Linked DNA regions of Gossypium hirsutum: all the other regions are linked to region 1. A link is a contact called in public Hi-C data. All regions are on one chromosome and are shown on one strand. Each heading gives the region's core, a stretch centred on a gene start, on an enhancer-like site or on the middle of the called end of the contact. The rest is flanking DNA. Distances are from core to core; before and after follow the strand shown.

Region 1 (2,798 bases), core at 242-2,741:
TCATACTTTTATATAAGCTTCAAATCTATGCTATATATAAAGTGGTTGATTGAGTTAATATCACGAGTCAACTCAATACCAACTCAGCTGTAAAATTACTAAAGGATAATCATTATTATTATAAAAGTAATTTTCCATCTTTTCATCCTTTTATATAATTTTTAAATAAAATCATTAATTGGGAATCAAATACAAAATCACGTCACTTTATTAATAATATTTTTTATTATTTAAAAATATATTATTTTAATATAAAATATTTTAATTCACTCTTACCGTAAATATGACGATTCTCATTATAGAAACCAGAAATTCCAAGTTGAACAAAGTCCCTGATAGGTCCCATCTATATGCTATGGATAGAATATTTGTACAATAGTTAATCAAATCCTCTTCTTTTTTTTTTCTTTTCTTTTTATTATCATGAAATTATTTTATTATAAATAATATTATTTTAGATTTATTTTTCAATTTTTTAATAAAATGAAATCATATAATTTATATAAAATTAGGTTGTTTTTGTTTGATTACAAATTATTTTTGAAAAATAATTTTTTTTTTGGAAAAGTTAACTTATATAATATTTCTAACATTACAATGATTTTAGGTAAAATAATTTTTTTATCGGTAAATTTTTCTAAAGCAATTTTTGAAAGTTGTTTTTCTATGAAACAAATATAAATATAAATTATATTTGTTACTAAATATTATATAATTATTTTCTCAAAATTTATTTTATAATAAGATATTAGTTATTAAATAACTAATATCCTATATAGATTTAATAATAATTAATGTATAATTAAAATTTAATTAGAAATTGTATATATTACATATATGAAAGTGTATAGTAACACATTAAATTTAGAGGGAATAAATAAAGTTAAGCAATATTTAAATATATACTAATATTTTATAGTATAAAACATTTATTACTCTTAAAAAAATTTATTTATCAATGTTAAATTTTTATTATTAAAATAAGATTATAATATTAAATAATTTTTTATACAAATACCTAAAATACCAAATCTCAAATCCTTCAACAAAACCACCCAATTGATGGTCATTGGTGCATCTGACTAACTTTGCTGGCATACAATTTGACCAGAGGCCAATTTTTGGATAGCAACCATGGCTGCTCAGTGTTACAGTGTACATTCTGATAGTACAATTGATCAGTAACAACTACTTGTTATACAATTTGATTTACTCTCCAATCAAGAGATAGTCATGTCAATTGCTTGAGCCGTTGTGAACTTCAACTTCCCTGGAATCATGGTTTGCAACATGCCCTTACATTGGTTATAACAATTTAAGGTGGTGTTATGTTGTAGCAAAATATGAACTTTGACCCTCAAGCCTGCAATTTTCTTGAGTTTCAAAGTTACAACTAGAAACTAAACCCAAATGGTTCATTTCATACAAGCCCAATCGATTTCAGTCTAGGAGATTTTTAGATATCTAAACTCTCGGGTCTGAATAGTAACCTTAAAATGATTGCTACTGCACAAAGGGCAACCATACTCAAAGGGCTCAAATATCATACCCAATTATAATACAAGACATGAAAAAAACGAAATACGTAGATAAAAGTGAACCCAAAAAGAAAAAACCAAAAACTAGAGTTTAGCATATTTGATCGATTAGAATTTTACATCACATCCTAATCCCATATTCACTTTTTTTCTTAAACAATTTAAAAGGTTTGTTTATCCGCCTAAACTTGAAGATCTACTCAAAATATGAGAAAATTTAGATAAAAATATAAGCTCGAAAAATAAGTTTAGACAAAAAATAAGGCTCATTTTCTAAATGGGTAGGCTTTGGGTAAGATTTTTTTGCTTGAGCTTGACTCGAATCTGTTGTTTTATTATTGTTTTGCTACCATTTTGCTATTATATTGCAATTACTTTGTTATTATTGTTTGGATATTATTTAACTTTTATTTTATTGTTAATTTTGTTACTATTTTAGAGACATTTTCTTGTTAAGTTGCCACTATCTTTGTTTTTAATTTATTGGAAAACATTTATTTTAATGTTTTTAGTGTACTTAATGTATTATATTTTTTAAAAAAACTTTTTTTATGTAAAATAATAATAAAAAATTAATACGAGTGGACTACACTTGAGTTTAGTATTTTTAATATGGATTGGGCTTGGGTAGAATTTTAGTTCTATTTTTCAGGCTAAACCAAGTCTGAGCATAAAAAACTGATCTAAAATTTCGTATTGACTCAGTCCGAATACAACTTGACCTAGCCCAAGCTTAGAAAACAGAACTGAAATTTTGTATTGGCTCAGTCTAAACCCGACTTGTCCCATGAACCGAGAGAACTTCTAAAGGGAGTTTAATGGCTGCCGTCACAAATTTCTTAACTAAGCCACCTAGTTCTCATCTTCGTTTCATCCGCAAAACCACTTACCTTAGCTCCCATGGTTCCCTTCTGCCATCTTTTGTTTAGAGGCCGAGACCTTTTTCAATAAAATTACTCGAACCTAGCAAATCCCCTCGCTTTATTACCAAGGCAACGACTGCCTCTGGAACTAAGAAAGCCCCTAATGATGAGAGAGTAAAGCATGTTAATAGCTTGATGGATGTCATGCTCCAAATTTTGTAATTTCTAGGTTTAATTATGTTAACTACAATAATCTATTTTAATGGTTAAATGCTTTAGATGTTGTTTGAGGTTTTGTGTTTAAATGCTCTCTTTTGAATTTTTATTATTTTTATGCTTTCATTTAGGTTATATTTTGTTCTCGTTAGTTCATTGATAAGAATAAATTTATTAGTTC
Region 2 (2,839 bases), core at 63-2,562, 85 kb after region 1:
TTAAAAAATAAATGTGAAATTTATTATTTTTAATTTATGTAATTATACTAAATGATTTTATAAATTTAAATTTTTATTAATCAATTATATATTTGATTATTATTATTTTGATAAAACTTCTAAAAGATATATCTAAGTTAACTAATAGTTAATTACAATTACTTTTTATAATAATAGTAATATACTAATAAATCATATTAAAACGTCGGATTTTATAATATAATAAACAAATGATATTTTTACAATTTCTCAAAATTATTCAAACTCATTAAATCTTAAAAAAAATAAAGTTCAATAAATATTAACTAAAATTTTATATTCATATTAAATTGCACTTATATTATTTAAACTATTAAAATTTATCGATGAATAATATCTTATTATAAAATATTTTAATTATTTTATTTTACGTGAAATAAATAAATAAAATTAATTGTATAATCCTTTTTGAAATAATTAAATGTGTCATTTTAGTTAATAAATAAGTGGAATACAAAATGACGACGTTTCGCCTGTAGTTTGGATGCACTTAGTATCCACGGAATTCCCAGAGAACCCCCGGCTTTGACTGCAGTCAATGAAACGAAATACAAGGACAATTTCGTAAAACTATCGTAATTGAATCTCCTTGTGTAACCCTAACCCTAGCTCTTGTTGCTTTTGCTCAATATATATAGCAGGCAGAGCCCTTAGTTCTTAACCAGTTCTTCATTTTCATTTTCTTGTTCCTTCCTTCGCCGTCTATTGCTTTTAGTTGCCTCGATTTCAAGGTTAGTAGTCTCTCATCCCATTTTCCCTTCTGTTCTTCTATTATTTTATCTAAGATAATGATATGAGGCTTTGTTTATATGTGTAGATGGATTCCTTTTGTGTTGAAATTTGTGATTTGTATGTTGATTTCAATCTTTATTTGAGATTCGATTTTTGTTTTCTCTTTCAATGTTGATTTCGGGACAGATCTTGTTTTTTTTGGATTGAATCTAAGATAATAATGTGATCTGAAATTATTTTTCTGTATATTTTGTTTACTTATTTTTCGGGATGACACTGTTTGCCTTGGTTACAATATTGTCTTCTCAGCGTCTTTTTTATTATTATTCAGCATAACCTTAGTTGAGACCATGTCTTTCTTCATCTCTGACTTATTAATTTGAATCAGCGTAGCTCTGAGTTTAGAGATTTGCTTTCTGGCAGTTTTTAAAATATTTACATTTATGATCCATGTGAAATTTCATATGTACGTTTTTTTGAAAATATTTTGATTCAACTGTTCCCCTCTTTTTGTTTTCGTGGTTCTGTACAGTGAATCAGAATGGGTAAGGAAAAGACTCACATTAACATTGTGGTCATCGGCCACGTCGATTCTGGGAAATCAACCACCACTGGCCACCTGATTTACAAGCTTGGTGGTATTGACAAGCGTGTGATTGAAAGGTTCGAGAAAGAAGCTGCTGAGATGAACAAGAGGTCATTCAAGTATGCTTGGGTGCTTGACAAGCTCAAGGCTGAGCGTGAGCGTGGTATCACCATTGATATTGCCTTGTGGAAATTTGAGACCACCAAATACTACTGCACTGTGATTGATGCACCTGGACACCGTGACTTTATCAAGAATATGATTACTGGTACGTCACAGGCTGACTGTGCTGTTTTGATTATTGATTCCACCACTGGTGGTTTTGAGGCTGGTATCTCAAAGGATGGTCAGACTCGTGAGCACGCATTGCTTGCTTTTACCCTTGGTGTCAAGCAAATGATTTGCTGTTGCAACAAGGTAAAAATCATTATCTGTTTTCATTTCGTGTTATTGAGATACTTCAAAGCTAATTTTTGTTGTGCTAATTTTTTTCTTTATAGATGGATGCCACTACCCCTAAATACTCGAAGGCTAGGTATGATGAAATTGTGAAGGAAGTCTCTTCCTACTTGAAGAAGGTGGGATACAACCCTGACAAGATTCCATTTGTTCCCATTTCTGGTTTTGAGGGTGACAACATGATTGAGAGGTCTACCAACTTGGACTGGTACAAGGGCCCTACTCTTCTTGAGGCTCTTGACCAGATCAACGAGCCCAAGAGGCCTTCAGACAAGCCTCTCCGTCTCCCACTTCAGGATGTGTACAAGATTGGTGGTATTGGAACTGTTCCAGTCGGCCGTGTTGAAACCGGTGTCTTGAAGCCTGGTATGGTTGTGACCTTTGGCCCGTCTGGTCTGACAACTGAAGTTAAGTCAGTTGAGATGCACCATGAAGCTCTTACAGAAGCACTTCCCGGTGATAATGTTGGGTTCAATGTTAAAAACGTTGCTGTTAAGGATCTCAAGCGTGGTTTTGTTGCATCCAACTCCAAGGATGACCCTGCTAAGGAGGCTGCCAACTTCACTTCTCAGGTCATCATTATGAACCACCCTGGACAAATTGGAAATGGATATGCCCCAGTCCTTGACTGCCACACGTCACACATTGCTGTTAAGTTTGCTGAGCTTTTGACCAAGATTGACAGGCGATCTGGTAAGGAGCTTGAGAAGGAACCCAAGTTCTTGAAGAACGGTGATGCTGGTATGATTAAGATGATTCCTACCAAGCCCATGGTTGTGGAGACCTTCTCTGAGTACCCACCCCTGGGTCGTTTTGCTGTGAGGGACATGCGTCAGACCGTGGCTGTTGGTGTTATCAAGAGTGTCGAGAAGAAGGACCCAACCGGTGCCAAGGTCACCAAGTCTGCTGCTAAGAAGAAGTGAAGAGGCCAAAAGGTTTTAGCGGTGAAGCAGATTGAGTGTTTTTATCTTTGGTTATATGTGGTTTGAAGTTTTTGCCTGTTTTATGTAGGATTTTTAAAGT
Region 3 (3,033 bases), core at 326-2,825, 120 kb before region 1:
TTTCAATATAGTAACACAACTTCAACATCAGGGTTTGTATCTTCTCTTAAAAGTGGCACATGCAAACATATTACATTATCTCATCGTCTTGCCCCTTATTGCATGCTAGAAATCCTTCAAGGTAGAAACCCATGTGATCAAGTTGGTTTTAAAAGTTTGTGATATATAGAAGTTTCAGATTCCGCAAATCAGGTCCCCTTTTCTGCTATTAACTTGTTATAGGCAGAGGCCTAGATGAGGAATGCTGTAGGATGCCATTAGCAATTCAACATACGTATACTTCATTGAGGATCTTTTTCATATTTAACAGTTTGATTTTATCCATTTTGCCGAATAGATTTTTTGATCACTCAGTTGCTCACTCTGCCAATGACGTCTTAAGGTTCCATTTACAAACTCCCATTTTATACAATATGAACACCAAAACTCCTCTATCAAAAAGCAAAACCCATAACGTATCAACTACAAATCTAAAGTTTCAACCTTTCAGCACGGGCTTAAAGCTTAAGCTATGCACCTCATAGAGTACATCGAAATAGGATCCATGGAGGGCGGCTCAGTGTAAACTCTAGGGTGGTCGCTCTCTAACCCATAGTCCATCATGGGATGGTACTCCAGCTCTTCATCATGATCATGCACAAAGTCTGGTATTTTCATCTCCAACCTCCTCACATGGTCCCATAGAAAGTCAAGCCTACTCACGTATTTAAGTTTAGAATACAACCTGCCATTCAATTCAATCATTCATTACATTTACCTTTAAAATGACCCTTCAACTAAAAGGTGGATGAGGATGGACAATAAAGACGGAAAAAAAGCACTATGGGTATTGTTATCCTTTATCATTATCAATTTATCATCCTTTTTCAGTGGCTAAAGTGGGTCAGAGGGGGGTGGCTTTGTTATCCTAGTTTGAAATTTTATAATTTTATAAAAAATCGAAATAGACCTTCACCAACTAATCAGAAAGAAAACAAAAAGGGGAAGAAGCCCTCACTCACCCTCCGTCGAAAAACAAACGGCCAAAGGTGGCAAGGAAAAGTCTGGCCTGTAATCCAGGATGCAAGAAATAAACAAACTCGAGATTGTTCTTGAGGTTCATCGGAATAGCATCGTAGACTGATCGAAGAACTGATATTCCAGGAAAATTTTCACTCTTTTGAACATCTGTATGTACATACACCACCGAGAACGGTTTTGCCCCTAATTTGGGGTAAATCGTTTCTTCTAAATACTTCTTCAGAACCTCACTACTAACCATGCGAGCTGTTACAAAACCCCAATTAAAAAACATAATTAAGAAAAAAAATGGTCAGAAAACTGCAAAAAAAAAACCAAGAAAGGTACCAGGAAAGTATTTGCCGATGATGAGAAGAACATTACGACCGCGTTTATCTCTGCCTTTGACGTTGAAGACATCGAGTTTTTCCAAGAGATGTTGTTGTTGACATTGGGAGAGAGTGAAAGAGGATGAGATGTTACTCATGACTGGCGGCTTGTTTGTTTGCTGAGAATTTAAAAAAGTGTTGGGTAAATGCGGAAGAAGAGAGCAGGTTTTATATAGGAAAGAGAAGAGGGGGGGGGGGGGGGCCGTTATCCTTAACGTGAGTTTTTCACGCGACAGATCGGGTTATGAAGACGGTATATTCCCAAGAATCTTCCGTTTTGGATATAAGTGAGTCTGTCTTAACTCGGTGGAGTTGTGATTTGAGTCACTGACACGTTTGGGTCCACCAGCCTCCATGGTTCTATCTGGACTTTCCTACTGCCTCGGTTTAACGTTAATTACACCTTAATTTTTGTGATTTATACCAAGTCAATCCTCTTTGCAGTATAACGCAATAATTAGAAGGAATAAATTAACTAATCTAATTTTATCTGTTAATCGATTTTTAAAATTTAAAATTTACGTTTTATAGTTTTAAATCTATAATATTTATTTTTATGTTATAAATTATTAAATTAACTAGAATTAAAACTCAATTTGAATAAGGATAATTTTTTATTTTTTGAAAGCCATTTTTTCTAAAACAATTGAAAATATATTTGAACCGAATTTAACACTTGCAGTTTGAAACCATATTTTAGTTTTTTTCAATATTTTCACAACCTTAATTATAATATCGAAAGGGAAATAAAATCACAAATAAATTGTATTAACACTTCTTCCAATGTTTGGAAGTCCTATCAAGTGGAGAATCTAGGTTTGCAAGGGTCAGCCCGTAAAATATAAAATTATTATTTAAGTCCTTTAATTTTTTTAAAAAATTTAAATTAATAAAGATAAAATTATACTTTACCCCCTTAAAATTATAAAAGTTCAATTTAATCCTTTAAAATTATAAAGATATAAATTATAAAAAATTAAAATTTCATTTGATCCCCTTAAAAAATTCTTCTAGCTTCGCCCCTGGTCTTATCAAATCCCTATAGTAAATTTAAATAGGGTAAATTAATTAAATTTTTGTTTTATCAATTAATTAAAATATATTGTAATTTGGTCACTGAATTATTCAAAAATTTCCATTTAAGTTATCGAACTATTCAAAAGTTTTTATTTAAGTTACTAAGTTATTAAGTTTGTTTATTTTAAAAAAAGCTCCGCCAACAAGCTCCAAGCAACAATTCGACATTTCAACAAGTAAAACATATCTTATATCCAAGTCATTCTGACAGTCAGTGTTGGAGATTAGAGAAAGAATAATTTTGAAATTTAGTTCATAAATTTATGGCGCCCAAAGTTATTTTATAGAAAAAAAATTGAACTATAAAATAGAAGAGAAAAAAAAAGCTTTCGATTTATGCAGATAGTGCAAACAAAGAAAGCCATGTAGCATCAATTTTAATAGTCCAGTAAACGAAAACTTTCAAATAGTCTAATGACCAAATTATAACTCTTTTTAATTAAGTGACAAAATAAAAATTTATCCATAATTTAGCAACTAATGGTGTACATTACCTATTTAAATAAAGCTCATTCCAACATTTAGAAGAGAACTAATTTCTGAAGTGTGCATGCATTAATTATAATAT

The links. A called contact is a pair of places that touch in the nucleus more often than the background predicts.
Region 2: a contact with region 1 is called in a Hi-C map of leaf, with 2.5 times the contacts expected there. The contact joins the promoter of LOC107917986 here to the enhancer-like site in region 1. A contact is called at or near these places in 5 of 34 Hi-C or Micro-C datasets (all in leaf).
Region 3: a Hi-C map of leaf shows a contact between it and region 1, with 4 times the contacts expected there. The contact joins the promoter of LOC107917982 here to the enhancer-like site in region 1. A contact is called at or near these places in 7 of 34 Hi-C or Micro-C datasets (callus and leaf).

What each region holds. Positions count from the first base shown.
Region 1 is chrA01:21,274,525-21,277,322 of Gossypium_hirsutum_v2.1, forward strand. No RefSeq gene overlaps it. Among protein-coding and RNA genes, the nearest start is that of LOC107917984, 14 kb to the right of the region's middle. Within about 2 kb of position 1,492, at least 6 of the 9 cell types and tissues checked have an H3K27ac peak or open chromatin away from gene starts, as enhancers often do. A contact at or near this core is called in leaf, where this site is marked.
Region 2 is chrA01:21,360,108-21,362,946 of Gossypium_hirsutum_v2.1, forward strand. LOC107917986 (elongation factor 1-alpha-like) reads left to right here and starts at 1,313. Exons shown (of 2, transcript NM_001327146.1): 1 at 1,313-1,774; 2 at 1,858-2,839. The coding sequence starts at 1,313. The coding sequence ends at 2,739.
Region 3 is chrA01:21,155,038-21,158,070 of Gossypium_hirsutum_v2.1, forward strand. LOC107917982 (ganglioside-induced differentiation-associated protein 2) reads right to left here and starts at 1,576. Exons shown (of 3, transcript XM_016847446.2): 1 at 1,348-1,576; 2 at 1,002-1,266; 3 at 258-724. The coding sequence starts at 1,486. The coding sequence ends at 505.